Linked DNA regions of Sus scrofa: regions 1 and 3 are each linked to region 2. Evidence: chromatin contacts called from public Hi-C and HiChIP or PLAC-seq data. All regions are on one chromosome and are shown on one strand. The core of a region is the stretch at or near the end of the contact, and the rest is flanking DNA. Distances in the headings are between cores, read along the strand shown.

Evidence for each region. Hi-C and Micro-C count contacts between places; a contact is called where the count stands out from the background. HiChIP or PLAC-seq counts read pairs in DNA pulled down with a chosen protein or histone mark.
Region 1: a contact with region 2 is called in an H3K27ac HiChIP or PLAC-seq map of alveolar macrophages. The contact joins two enhancer-like sites. A contact is called at or near these places in 1 of 47 Hi-C or Micro-C datasets (embryonic fibroblasts) and 1 of 2 datasets of contacts at active chromatin or transcription factors (alveolar macrophages).
Region 3: a contact with region 2 is called in a Hi-C map of embryonic fibroblasts, with 5 times the contacts expected there. The contact joins two enhancer-like sites. A contact is called at or near these places in 8 of 47 Hi-C or Micro-C datasets (alveolar macrophages, embryonic fibroblasts, epiblast stem cells and 4 more) and 2 of 2 datasets of contacts at active chromatin or transcription factors (alveolar macrophages and skeletal muscle).

What each region holds. Positions count from the first base shown.
Region 1 is chr13:199,555,874-199,560,259 of Sscrofa11.1, forward strand. No RefSeq gene overlaps it. Among named protein-coding and RNA genes, the nearest start is that of SETD4, 32 kb to the right of the region's middle. Within about 2 kb of position 2,803, at least 1 of the 83 cell types and tissues checked has an H3K27ac peak or open chromatin away from gene starts, as enhancers often do. A contact at or near this core is called in alveolar macrophages, where this site is marked.
Region 2 is chr13:198,467,526-198,471,911 of Sscrofa11.1, forward strand. It overlaps RUNX1 (runt related transcription factor 1), which reads right to left. Exons shown (of 8, transcript NM_001246252.1): 3 at 615-868. Among named protein-coding and RNA genes, the nearest start is that of RUNX1, 170 kb to the right of the region's middle. Within about 2 kb of position 2,621, at least 71 of the 83 cell types and tissues checked have an H3K27ac peak or open chromatin away from gene starts, as enhancers often do. A contact at or near this core is called in alveolar macrophages, embryonic fibroblasts, retroperitoneal adipose tissue and 1 more, where this site is marked.
Region 3 is chr13:199,471,161-199,475,816 of Sscrofa11.1, forward strand. No RefSeq gene overlaps it. Among named protein-coding and RNA genes, the nearest start is that of SETD4, 120 kb to the right of the region's middle. Within about 2 kb of position 2,226, at least 17 of the 83 cell types and tissues checked have an H3K27ac peak or open chromatin away from gene starts, as enhancers often do. A contact at or near this core is called in alveolar macrophages, embryonic fibroblasts, retroperitoneal adipose tissue and 1 more, where this site is marked.

The DNA.
Region 1 (4,386 bases), core at 1,553-4,052, 1.1 Mb after region 2:
CAACGGTGTCCAAACAGATACAACCCAAAGATATCTTCACCAAGACACATTATAATCAACCTCTCACAAGTCAGAAACAAAGAGAATTCTTAAAACAGAAAGATGAAAGAGACACATCACATTCTCAATCACCAGAGGGTGAACACAGATGCAAAAATCCTCACCAAGATACTGGCACACGGAACTCAAGAACTCATTAAAATGATCACACACCATGATTAAGTGGGATTCATCCTTGGGAGGCAAGGACGTTCGAACACATGCAAATCAATAAATGCGATGCATCACATTAACGGGATGGAAGATAATCATATGATTGTTTCAAAGAGATGCGGAAAAAGCACTTGACAAAATTTAACATCCTTGCATGATAAAAACTCCCAACAAACCAGGCGTCAAAGAAACGTTTCTCAGCATGATCAGTGTGGTCTATGGAAAACCCACAGCTACATCTTCCTCAATGGTAAAATGTAAATGATTCTCCTCTAAGATCAGGAACAAGTTGAGAGAGAAAAAAAAAGAAAGAAGAAGAAGCTGCATATAGGACTCCCTGAACAGCTAAGGCTGTAAACTGCTGGTCCCACCTTTGCCATCTAAGGCTCAGAGGTCAGTCACCCAGTGTACGGGGCCCCAGAGATAACCTGAGAATCAAAGGTCTGTGCTGCCCGCCTTGAGCATACCCTACACTGGACCTATTTCCTCAATGACATCCCGAATGCCCTTTTCTCTTAGTCTCGTAGAGTTTCCCTCTGTGAAAAGGGCACAGTTAGAACGACAATTATGTATGGTCCTAATAACTGCTAAGCAGCTGCTGTGCAGTCCCCAGCTGTGCCTCACCCTCTGATCCTAGGCACCAGAAGGCATCCAAATGCTCATGGCCAGGGTAGCGCAGCTGGCCATGGACCCTTGTGGTTGACAGGGAGCCTGGCCAGGACATGCCTCCAGAGTGGGAGGAGCCTGCCTTGAGGGACCACTTTCCCCTTCTTGCCCCTCTAGTAACACCTGTGGCCCTTTATGGGATGTGGTCTTCGTGGTGAACGGGAGGGGCTGTTAGACTGAAATCTGACTTCAAGAGGTGAAGCTTCGGGAGGGGGTTTAACCCACAGGGACTTCAGGGCGGGGCTTCTTTCTCCTCCAAGCTCTGTGGTGCCTGTGGTCAGTGAGGTCGCCCATTGTTAACACAAAAACAAAACAAACTCCTGCGAGGTGCCGGTCCCCACCCTATTCCCCAGGCTACTTATCTCTGGAGGCAGAAACAGGTGCAACTGACAAGCGATGGACTTGAACTCAGACACTCCTGGGGTCAAACCCCTACTGTATGATATGGGACAAGTCCCTGTCCCCTCCTGGCGTCCGCTTCTTCATCTCTGATAAAGACATAACACAGGTGTCCCGGAGCGACCATGAGATCAGATGAGAGATGAAACAAAAACAGAGGCAGGACCCAGGGATCCCCTTCTGCACCCCTTCTTGGGCTGCGGCCACCGATCCCCTTTCTCCTCCAATCACCTCACTCTCGCTTTCTGATCCATTCCTGGAAGAACACAGCTGGGGGTGTTCATTCAGGACCGTGTCTGGATCTTACCCTCTGGAAGGAGGAAGGTAGAAGCAGCAAGGGAACGTGGGATCTGATGCCATGTCCACAGCCCAGAGGCAGCTTCACCCACAAATAAGGGGTCAGAGCAGATCACCCCGAGGTCATATTCCACCCCAACCCTCTGAGCCACATGTGTTAGAGGCCCCGTGTCAGAGTCGCAAGACCGAGGGGCAGGACGGCCTCACACTTCACCTCCAGAGCCCTGGGACCAGCACCAGAGTGAGGCGCCTCCCCTCCTTGGGGTCCATAGGTCACTGGGGGGCTCACTGCAAACACACATTCCTGGCCCCACCTCCCAACCCCTGAGATTCTGATTGAACGGGTTTGGGCTAGATTCATGCAGCCTGGCTGTTGCTTTTTTTTTTTTTTTCCCTTTTCTTTTTAGGGCCGCACCCATGGCGTATAGAGGTTCCCAGGCTAGGGGTTGAATCGGAGCTGAAGCTGCTGGCCTATACCACAGTCACAGCAACACCGGATCCAAGTCACATCTGCAACCTACAGCACAGCTCACGGTAACACCAGATGCTCAACCCACTGAGCAAGACCAGGGATCAAACCTGTGTTCTTATGGACACTAGTCAGGTTCTTAACCCACTGAGCCACCACAGGAACTCCCAACCTGGCTGTTTCTGATGCCAGAGGCAGGGGATCCCATTTTGACAAGCATGCTCTTAATACGGCTCCACCTGCCTGTGATAGAAGGCAACCCCACTCCACATCAGTCCACCCTCACCTGCCGAATACCCCAGACCCCGTTACTTCCCTCTTTGGAGCCCCTTCCTCTGCTATCCAATGTGGCTAATAACACGCCCTTTCAGGGTCAGTCTGAAGACAGCTCCCTGGGCCCTGAGCCTGCTCTTCATGTATTAAGGAGTCACTGCCTGTCAAGAGCCAGCGGGGGTCCAGCCAGGAAGGAGAGGGTTTAAACAGCAGGATCGCAGTATACCAGCCCTCTGATGTTCTTCCAAGGACAACAGCCCCTTGGCCTTGGGCTACACTTCGATTTTGCACAGTCCTAATCACGTGATGTCAGGTGCCCTCCTAAGCCTGGCTGGGTCTTTCACAAACACAGGCATGGGTGCCTGAATCTTGAGGATTTGTGGGGTCTGGAAGGTGACCAAGGTCTGAATCCCAGCTGTACGACCTCAGCAGCAACGTAACCCTTCTGAACTTTTGTTTCCACATTTACAAAATCAAGGAAGTATTACCTCACAGAGGGTTGTCAGGATTAAGCAAGCTGATAACTGGGGCAGAGGGCCTGACACCATCAGGGTTTTAGGGTCGCCATCAGATTAAACTAGACCTGCTGGTGAAACAGTGTTAGCTGAGCATGAGAAGAGGGATAGACTTCTCCAATAGGCACTAAAAAATTTTTAAAAATTTTTAAATAAAAATTAAAAAAAACTCACTGCACACAGAAATCCCTAGGCTAAGGATCACACTCTAGCCCCAGCAGTAACACCATCAAATCCAGCCAGGCTACCAGGGAACTCCAAAAAATAGCTTTATTGAAAGAGAACTCACATGCTGTACCAGTCACCCTTTTAAAGTTATATAATTAAGAGTTCCCGGGAGTTCCCATTGTGGCTCAGTGGTTAACGAATCTGACTAGGAACCATGAGGGTACGAGTTCGATCCCTGGCCTTGCTCAGTGGGTTAAAGGATCTGGCGTTGCGGTGAGCTGTGGTGTGGGTCACAGACGCGGCTCGTATCCTGCGTTGTATGGCTCTGGCATAAGCCAGTGGCTACAGCTCCAATTAGACCCCTAGCCTGGGAACCTCCATATGCCGAGAGTGCAGCCCTAGAAAAGACAAAAAAAAAAAAAAAAAAAAAGAGTTCCCAGGGTGGCTCAGCGGTAACGAACCCAACTAGTATCCATGAGGATGCAGGTTCAATCCCTGGCCTCGCTCAGTGGATTAAGGATTTGGCATTGCCTTGAGCTATGGTATAGGTCACAGATGAAGCTGGGATCTGGCACTGCTTTGCTGTGACGTAGGCTGGCATCTGTAGCTCCAATTCAACCCCTATCCTGGGAACTTCCATATGCCATGGGTGCAGCCCTTAAAAAAAATGTTTTTTTAAGTACATGGAAGAGAAGAAAATGAAACAAGAAAATACCCCCTCAAGGAAAGGTTACAACAGAATGATAAAGACCTAGAGTGCCCTCAGCAGCCCTGGAGGTGAGAAGAAGCAGCCCTGGAGTGAGCAGATGGCACGCTGCTATGTGTACGGCTTTGGCAGGGATGCAGAAAAGTGCATCAGGCCTCCTTTTTCCCTCCTCATCTTCCTGCTCCCTGTAACTCACACATGACCTCCTAGATCTGTAAAACGAGACTCGCTTCCAAGTAAAGCAACATGGTGGCACTCCTGCCAAAGCTCTATGTTCAAGGTCAGCTGACAAATCAAAATAGGTTTTGTCATACTTTCCTCCTCGGGACAAAACTTACTGCCGAACACTAACCCATCACACAGATTGTAGTTGCTGTTTGCCCACTGGGGCGCTAAAATAAATTCCCCATTTCTGTACCCTGATGGCCCCTCTCAGTGGGGAGGGATCCAGGTGCTTCAGTGAAAGCCATTTTCACAGAATTACAGCTCTGATTTCCTAAAAGGTCATCATTACCAGTCTCCACTTTCAGGCAGAAAAGCACTTAAAAGTGCTTCAGTCCAGGAGGGCCTCCTCTCCTTCTAGCTTGAAAGAGGTGAGGAATGCCTCAGATCACTCTTGAACTTCTTGCTGTCTGTCCCCTCAGGCCAAGTCAGCAGTTGAGGTCTTACCACCCACAAAC
Region 2 (4,386 bases), core at 1,371-3,870:
AAAAAAAAAAAAAAAAAAAAAAAAAAAAAAAAAACCTCCTCAGAAAACTTTTGCAAACTTAACTACGCCCGCCTTGGACTTTGGACTTGCTAATTCCTACAGGGCTGTTAAAGAAGGGGTGGAAGTGGGAAGCCCTGACAGTTTTCCTTGTCAGTTTATTTTCATTGACCCGAAGGTATAAAAGTATCTCTATTTTATTTCCTGATGCCTCCCTCGGAATGGTTTGGGTGTCAAGCCAGAGGCGGGGAGAGACGCCTGGGAGCAGACAGGCTTGTTTCTGCTGGGTTATAACTCCCCTTACTTTGGATCAAAGAGAAGGACCCCAGCCAAAGAGGTCCAACTGGTCCTCAGTGGACGTCTTTGGGGGCATCCTTTTTTTTTCCCCAGCCATCCCAAGAGGCCACCGCGGCTGGCTGAGGCGGGCCCCCCGGGGGTCGCCACGGCAACGCAGCATCCCCAGTCTCCCAAGCGCTGGGGGATGGACCACGGGCCTCAGCGCCGGCCCCTTTCTAGAACCCGGCCCCGCCTGCCTGGCTGCTGCCCTCCCGGATTGCCCCGGCCTCCACCGGCCTCCTGCCTGTCCTCCCGCCCGCCACCCTCTCCGGGCCGAGTACCTTGAAAGCGATGGGCAGGGTCTTGTTGCAGCGCCAGTGCGTGGGCAGCACAGAGCAGAGGAAGTTGGGACTGTCGGTGCGCACCAGCTCGCCGGGGTGGTCGGCCAGCACCTCCACCATGCTGCGGTCGCCGCTCCTCAGCTTGCCGGCCAGGGCGGCGCTGGCGTCCGGGGCGCCCAGCGGCAGCGCCTCGCTCATCTTGCCCGGGCTCAGCGCGGTGGAAGGCGGCGTGAAGCGGCGGCTCGTGCTGGCATCTACGGGGATACGCATCACAACAAGCCGATTGAGTTAGGACCCTGCAAATAGCTCCTACCAGACGGCGACAAGGGCGCGGATCTTCAGCAAGCAGTTCCCGGGAGACCAACATACAAGTTCAGGGGCCTTTATTGCTGCGGGGTAGCTGGGGGAGGGGGAGAGACTAAGTTACTAACAGTCCAGGATGGGGAAAGTTCTAGTTCTGCCGATTGGCCTCAGACCCCGGCAGGGCTCTTAACAGCCGACCGCTTAGTGCTTTAAAAAGTGGGCGACCAGAATCCAAAGTCAAGTGCCAAAGGAAGACTGTCTTCTGAGTCTTGGCTGTGCGAGTTTCCAGTTCAGTCTTTGGCTGTTACAAAAGTTCCTGGAGGCAAAATTCCCATACACTTCCTAAAATATTTATGCGGAGTGCACAAGAACCAGCAAACACATAATTTGTAAGTTCCAGTGGTTAATTGCCTGTCAGTTTTTTTTTCTTTTTCCAGATAAGTTTTGTCTAAAGTCAAACAACACAAAATACACAAGTGTCTTCCAAATACAGAGACACTTTTTATCATGCAAAACTAGCTTCCGTCCTCAAAGGCGAGAGCTGAGACTTCCAAAGGTCTTGCTTCTAATGTATGTGCACACATATATATAAATATATACATATGCTCTACTTCATAAAATATTTACAATACAATCTGTAGAGAATTTAAACACAACAGAAATCCATTAATGTTCGCTGCAGGGTTTTTGTTGTTTTTTAAGTAGCCTTGAAAATCAACTTCAGTAGTTGCAGAAGGGCTGTGCTAGAAGTACTTGTCATGTTCTCTCAATAAATTCTGGCAAAATGTTCAGTTCAGAAAATTATGCTTTTCAAAGAAAAGCTAATCTTAAAAAAAAAAAAAAATTCCAAGTCGATGACACTCAGGGTTCAGCTCTCCACATCTGAGAACTCGGGTTTGGGGATGTTGGTTAAGTTTGTGGCTGATCCTGTGGTTTGGTGGGAGTCGAGCAGAGGCCGAGTCACACGCACGCAGGCACGCACTCTTCGGAAGCCAGCCGCTGTCTACATCGACTCGTTGAGTCAGCCCCGACTTGGGCTGTAGCGAGGCAATCTTCCTCCAACGTAGCCCCAGCGCGGGCCAGTTAACTGCCTGGACGCGCTAATACCCACGATCACCGCGTAACCGCAGCAGGTGGAGAGGGCCCTGAGAGGAGGCTCCGCAGCGCAGATCGAAACAGACGGGGCGGCTCGAGTTACACAAGCACGCACACACTGCCACGCATTCCCAACTTCATCACTCGCCTCGAAGCACAGCGCACTTTCTCCAGCGGTTGTCAAAGAAAACAACCGGGGAAAAGTTCACAGCCAGGAAAGAAGTTGAACCATCCAGCCAAGAAACCAGTTCATTCAAAAGTAAGAAAGAAAGAAAGAAAGGGGGGAAAAAAATCGAAGCTCCAACGCGGGTCAAAAAGAAACAGCAAAGATTGATTTTCTTCTGGCGTCCCCAGGAGCCCCAAGAAGAGATGCCTGCCGGCGCAGGGCCGGGCAGCGTGGTGCCCTGGCTGGGTCCGGCCGCAGGGCGCCCGTCCCGCCTGCGCCCGCTGGCTCTATGAATGAGAGTGCCTGGAAATGAACGTGCTTTTACTGTAAGCCCGGCCCGAGGAATTCCATTCCCTCAGCTCGTTTGCATAGGGGCGGCCGCGGGCCAATCACAGGCCTTTCCGGTATCAGCCAGGGCGCGGCTCACGGCCGCGGGCTCCTGGAATTGGCCCGCGCGCCCCCGCTGCCGCCGCCGCGCGCTACTGTACGCAGCCAGGGTGGAGAGTCCACCGCCCCTCGCTCCCCGCGCGTATCTGCATCCACGCACACACACGCACACGCTCCCACGCTCGCCCGAGGCCCCGCCCCGGTGCGGACGGCGACCCTGCGGCTTTGCACACGCTCAGGGTTGCGCAGCTGCCAGATCTAGGGCTGTAGTGCGCGGCGGCGGCACTGGCGGCTGCGGTTCGGAGAGCGAGGTCGTGGAGAAAAGGAGGCCGGCCAGCCTAGGGAGGAATCGGGCCGCGCGCAGCGCCTGGAGCGACCCGGGCCGCAGATCTGCCGGAGGGAGGCGCTCCGCGAGCCATGGAGGGTGCGGGGCAGCGGCCGTCGCAAGCCTCCCAAAACCAGGCCGGAGCGCCCGGACGGCCCACGCCCTGCGCGGCAGCCCACTGCTGAGCCTTTACTTCCCCAACGTGGGTGGGATTCGGCCCCGAGGGGGCCAGGGAGCCGGAGGGCGGAAAGCCCAGCGGCCCAGCTCGGCGTGCCCCCACGGCCTGACTGGCAACTGCGGCGAATTGGAGCTGATTCATTTAGTGAGGCCAGGCGGTGTTGGTCTCCACAACATGGTTTTTGTGTTTTTTGAGTTTTATCTCTTGGTTTATTTGCTATAATTGGGCGTTTTTCGCCGCGGCTGGGCTGCGGCTTAATTACCCATTGCGCCGCACTCAGGCTGAGTGTGCTTAGCGGTCAGAAAAGACCCCCCAAAACAAGCAACCGAAAAGAAAGTTGAAAGCATCCGCTTGGCTCGCTCCCCGTTAACGGAGCGTCTGCTCCTTGGCTAGGCCCACGTCGCCCGCGCCCCGCACCCACCTCCCTCTCCCCGGAAACAGCCCCGGCTCCGCTCCCCGCCTCCGCCCGCGAGCTGCAGCGGGTGCTGAACCCACCCTGGCTTTGCGCGCTGGCGGGAACTTCCCCCGCTCCCGTCCCCCCGGCGCCACGGGCATTTTCGCAGAGCTTAGGGGGCCCCGCCCCCGCCCAGCCGCCGGGCTGCACCTTCCCCACAGAGCCCACCCCATCTCTCCCCCCGGGGGAGGGCGCTCACCCGCTCCCCCCTAGCACCGAGCCCTCCACGTCGACGTCCCTAGGCGGGGGTCCCTCCCTCCCTCCGCCTCTATCCCCTTGCCGGCCCGCGGCTGGGGTACTAGGGCGACGCCGCTGAGGACTCTCCTCGGGCTCCGCCGCTGGGGCCTGCAGGAGACCGGCGGCTGTAGCGGGCCATCCGAGGAGGCCTTTCCGGGCGCCGAAGTGACTTTCTTTGCTCCAGGCCCAGAGAGGCCGGGAGGGCTTCGCAGAGCGGCCTGGAGGCTCTGCGGGCTGCGGGCTCGGGGCGGACGCCAGGGGGCAGCAGGCCTCCTCGCTCGCCGCCTCGGGCTCCTCGCTGCCGCGCAGTGCGCTGGGGAACGCCCCCGACGGCGCGGGGTTCCGCTGGCCTTCTCGCGGCCTTTGGGTCTCTTCTGTAAGAACTTCAGTTGGGGAAGAAACGACAGGAAACGGGTGCTCTAGGCAGACTGCGCTGCTGCATGCCCGCCCCCGCTCTCCTGGCGGCGGCGCTGCGGGCCTGGGAACCCCTTACTCGGGCAGGGAGGTCCCGGACTTCCAGACTGAAGCGCATCTAGGTCTACCCGAAACCCCTTTGCCCGGCGCCGGCGTTGGCGTGTTCCAGGCCGTCGGTGCCGCATCCCGGGCGCCCTCGCCCAGCCTGAGACC
Region 3 (4,656 bases), core at 976-3,475, 1.0 Mb after region 2:
AAAACACTTTCTGCCTTTCACCCAAATACTAAAACAGAACATTCCAGATTTTAGAAAGGAAATACATGTTTAATCTAATTTAATTTTTTAAAAAGGAATGCCATTTGAAAAACATTAAGAAGTGTTCTTGTATACCAAAAGCTGACTTTTAGAAATGAATTTATTTTTATTTCAAAAAGGCTTTAAAAATTAGTAGCCTTTTAATTCACATCAAGCTTTTAAAAAAAAATTAAAGAAGCTTTTCTCAATAGTAATTGTCACATTTCAAGCCCCACATTTGGATTTTTTTGAAAAGGGAATATCTGGTGAAAGAATGTGGAGTGTTACAAGAACCATGCGAAAAAGCTGCCCTTTAGATTCCAAATTCCAAATGGAGACAAACCTTGGCGTCTCAACAGCTTCTACATCTTAATGTCATCTTCTACATCTTCTACGTCTTCTGGATCTTAATGTCTCTACATTAAGCCCACCACGTTTGGAACAAAGGGTTTCTTTGAGTGATGGGCATCCTTGATAATGCACCGGTGAGAGTTCCCTTGCGGCAAAGCAGGCTAAGGATCCGTTATAGTCACTGCAGCAGCTCATTCAGCTCAGGTCACTGCTGTGGTGTGTGTTTGATCCTGGCCCAGGAATTTCCAAGTGCCTTGAGTTTGGCTATAATAATAATAACAATAGTGTACAGGTAGCTGCTCACGATTCTCTCCTAGTGACAAAAAGACCCTCTAAACGCTATGAAGCTGGGTAATTGAACCCAAGCAGCCGTGTTAAAACAGCAATCTTTTCTGACAGAAACTAGAGTTAAGCTTTCAGGAAATACTGTGTAAGGCAAGGAGAAAAACAGCTTATTTGCAAAACAGAACAATCTGAGTTTCCTACCCTAATGTTGTCTTCTGTGAAGCGATGCTGCCTGAGAAATACTTTCCAAATTTAGACACAATTCTAGTTTCAGAATCCCTGATCGGCCCTGAGTTTATAACAAAAAGGAATATCATTTGAAAGGATACAACAAATAAAAATGTAACCAAAAGGATGGAGAGTTCTTCTCTGAGGACGTTTGCATTTTGCTTCCATATCAAGAATACGTGAACTAATTATTTATACCTCAATAAAACTTTAAAAAAAGAATACATGTGTCCTCCTTTAATCCAATTACAGATATTTATTTTAAAGAATCAATCAGAGAGGTGGAAAATGCATATGTAAAAATATCTTTCAGCATCATTTCTGAAGTAAATTTGGAGCAACCTCAATCTCTGCCAATAGGAAAATGATTAAACAAGTGAAGCACGGGCAAAAGATGGGCTACTACGCTGCTGTTGAAAATTGGGTTTTTAAAGAGAATAATATGGGATATTATAAGGGAGTATTTCATAATATAATATAAATGCACAGGAGATGTAAATTATAAATTAACTGATGTAATTTTGTCTCTAAACGCTAAGAATATTATTTTCATGATACTCCTTTTTTCAAATTTTTACAGTGAAATGTATCATTCATATTGGAAGGTGGGGAATACGGCTATTCAAAGAAATGCATTTATCCAGAAGACTCCTTTTCAGTGTTCCTGTTTTACATGGATGTTAGTATGTCTAAGTGAAGCCTGCATGCCGCAACCCTCGCGCGTTCCCCGGCCCCGCAAGGCATTCTAGTCTGACTAGTCTGCACCCCAAGGGAAAGACTTACAGAAGTCCGGGAACGCTAATCTACTTTTCAGTTACTCTGATGATTAAGTTTGACCACAAAGCAGTGCCAGTAGAGTAGGTTTGTCTCTTCAACAACAGATGATTCCGCCCCCAAGAATCACAGATAAACAGTTCACAAATGCACTATCTCCTAAACACCGTCAGGGCTCCAGTGCTCGTGTGTTGACACAGAAAGTGCATCAAAGCTGTGTGTGCAAGTTGGCCTGTGGGCAAGAAAGAGAGGGAGAGAAGGAGGAGGAGGGAGGGGGGGGAAGTGAGGGGAGAAAGGGAGAGAGTGTTCACACCAGTGACTCAAGTCTGTGCTTGGCTAATTTAAAATTCGCTGACTCGAAAATGTTCCTAGCATCCAGGATAGGGTAGCTAAGCCCGACTCAAGGAGAATAGCCCTCTGTTCCTTCTTCCACTTTACACGAACATCACAGCTTTGTCTGACGCGTCTGTATACACAAGTCGTCTAGAGCACTTGAACTGGTGCCCAGCAAAAAGGGAGAACTGAGCCCTTCTTTCAACAGGATTCCGAGCCTTAGCTTCAGGCATTATCTGCAGGCAGGAACGCGTCTGCGTATTAATGTAGATCTAGCACGGATACGAGAGACATCTAGCGGCAGTTGGGTGAAACAGGGCAACATACAGACTACGGAGAGAAAGCAAGGCGTCCTTCATTTACAATTGTTTTATCTGATAATTATTATTAAATATCTAATGTATCAGGCACTAAGCTAAGTTTGAAGGGATACAGCAAACAAAGATAAAAAACAGAATTTTCAATAATTTGCATGACATTTGTATCAGAATTTTCCATAATGTATAAATATGTAAATATATTTGAAAATGTCTTTCTTTCTGTCATCTCTATTTATGAACGACAAAACAAAATCCCACATTCAAAACAGAACATCTCTCAAAGCAAGACCAAAATATTTGTTATCCAATGGTAAGACAATGATTTTCAAAAAGTTCTAGAAAATAAAAGCAAATGCTATATCAATAATTCCAAATTTGAGATACTTGCAAGATTGTTTTCTTTCTTTGATTTTTATAACAAGTTCACCCATTTCCTCTTAACCAGAAACTGAGTATTAGGAAATAGTGCTTTTTTTTTTTTTTTTAATGTCCACGGCCGCAGCATATGGAAGTTTCCAGGCCAGGGATTGAATCCAAGCCAAGGCTGTGCCATTCAGGCTGGGGATTGAACCATGTCTCTTCAGCAACCAGAGCCACTGCAGTAGGATTCTTAGCCCATGGCACCACATCAGGAACTCTAGAAATAGTACTTTTAAAGTGACTTTATATAAATCTTGTTCTGATTGTTATAGAAATTAATTTTATACCATCCTTTATGTTAATCAGTTCAAGCATTATGCTCACAAACTAACCAAAGGCAAATATAAAACTATAATACTCTGATTCAGGTCCATCAATAATTAGTATACAAAAAATTTTCTGTGCTAATAATAGGAAACTATCTCTCTGTGTGTATGCGTGTGCATGTGTGTTCATGTGTGTGCATGCATGTTTCATCCTTGACTTACCTCCCACCACTAAGAAATATCAATATGTGGAAATTCTAGGCTGCTTTTTACCTTTAGTTGTGTCCTAACGTATTGCATGTATAAAATGGCACACCATCGTATTTTCTTTCCTTTGTAAGAAAGGAAAAATACTTCAAACTCTGTCTTTTAAGCACCAGAGAGGTTTGTGCACAATTATAAGGAAGAAAAGTTGGTACCTTTCTTCCAGGCAGGAACGACGCCAACCCAAACCGCCAGATCTTATAAGGTCCATGCAAGTAAAGCAACTCAACTTAGAGTTTATCCTACTGAGGGGTTTTGGTGAATGAAAAATAGAGGATATGTCATTTATTTTATAAGCAAAGACTAAGAAACATTAAATTATTCTGTAAGTGCAATAAGTGAAATAAGCCTGTGTCTATATTATGTACATTTCAGGAGAAGACATAGTGACGGCAGTGAGAGAGTCTGGAAAAAAAAGACAGAGTATGAAACCAATCTTCATCTTATCATTTGCTCCATGGCCTTAGTACCTCAGAACGTGTCTTTATCTGGAGATGGGTCTTTACAGAGTCATAATGTTAAATGAGGTCACTAGGGTGGGCCCCAATGCAATGCAACTGTGTCCTTCAAAGAAGGAGATATTTGAACACAGAAAGAGGCAAACTCAGAGGGAAGATGATGTGAAGAGAGAAAAGGAGAAGATGACCAGCTACAAACCAAGAAGAGCGCCTGGTACAGAAGCTTCCCTCATGGCACTCCATAGAGCCAGCACTGCTGACACTTTGACCTTGAACTTCCAACCACCAAAAGTGGTAAAGAATGCATTTCTAGGAGTTCCCATCGTGGTTCACTGAAACAACCCTACTAGAATCCATGAGGATGCGGGTTTGATCCCTGGCCTTGCTCAGTGGGCTAAAGGATCTGGCATTGCTGTGAGCTGTGGTGTAGCCCTGCAGCTGTAGCTCCAGTTCAACCCCTAGCCTGGGAAATTCCATATGTGCTACAAAAAGCAAAAAAATCAAAAAAGAAATGTGTTTCTATTGTTTAAGCACCCAGCTTGTGATACTTTGTTACAGCAGCCATAGGAAACTAATACAGACCTTGGTATCAGGAGTGGAGTGACTTAACTCAGAAACTAACTGGCAAAGAACTGAGAGGCATGAGATACACAGTGAGCTGACATGACTTAGACAGTGGGCAAGCAGGGAAACCTGCTCCCAGATGACCAGCAGACTCTTAGGCTTGGCCATAATTGGAGGGGGCGGGGTTGGTCAATGTGCTCTGAGCACTGAGGGTCACCTGCACAGATAGCCAGGGGCAGCCCTTACTGTCCCCATCCCCCTCAGTGCCCCAGCCATCCCAGCTGGGGGCAAGCCATCCCCTGGTTCTGACCTCTCCATGTCTGCCCTCTTCTGTGTCTCCTTCATGTTCAGAGT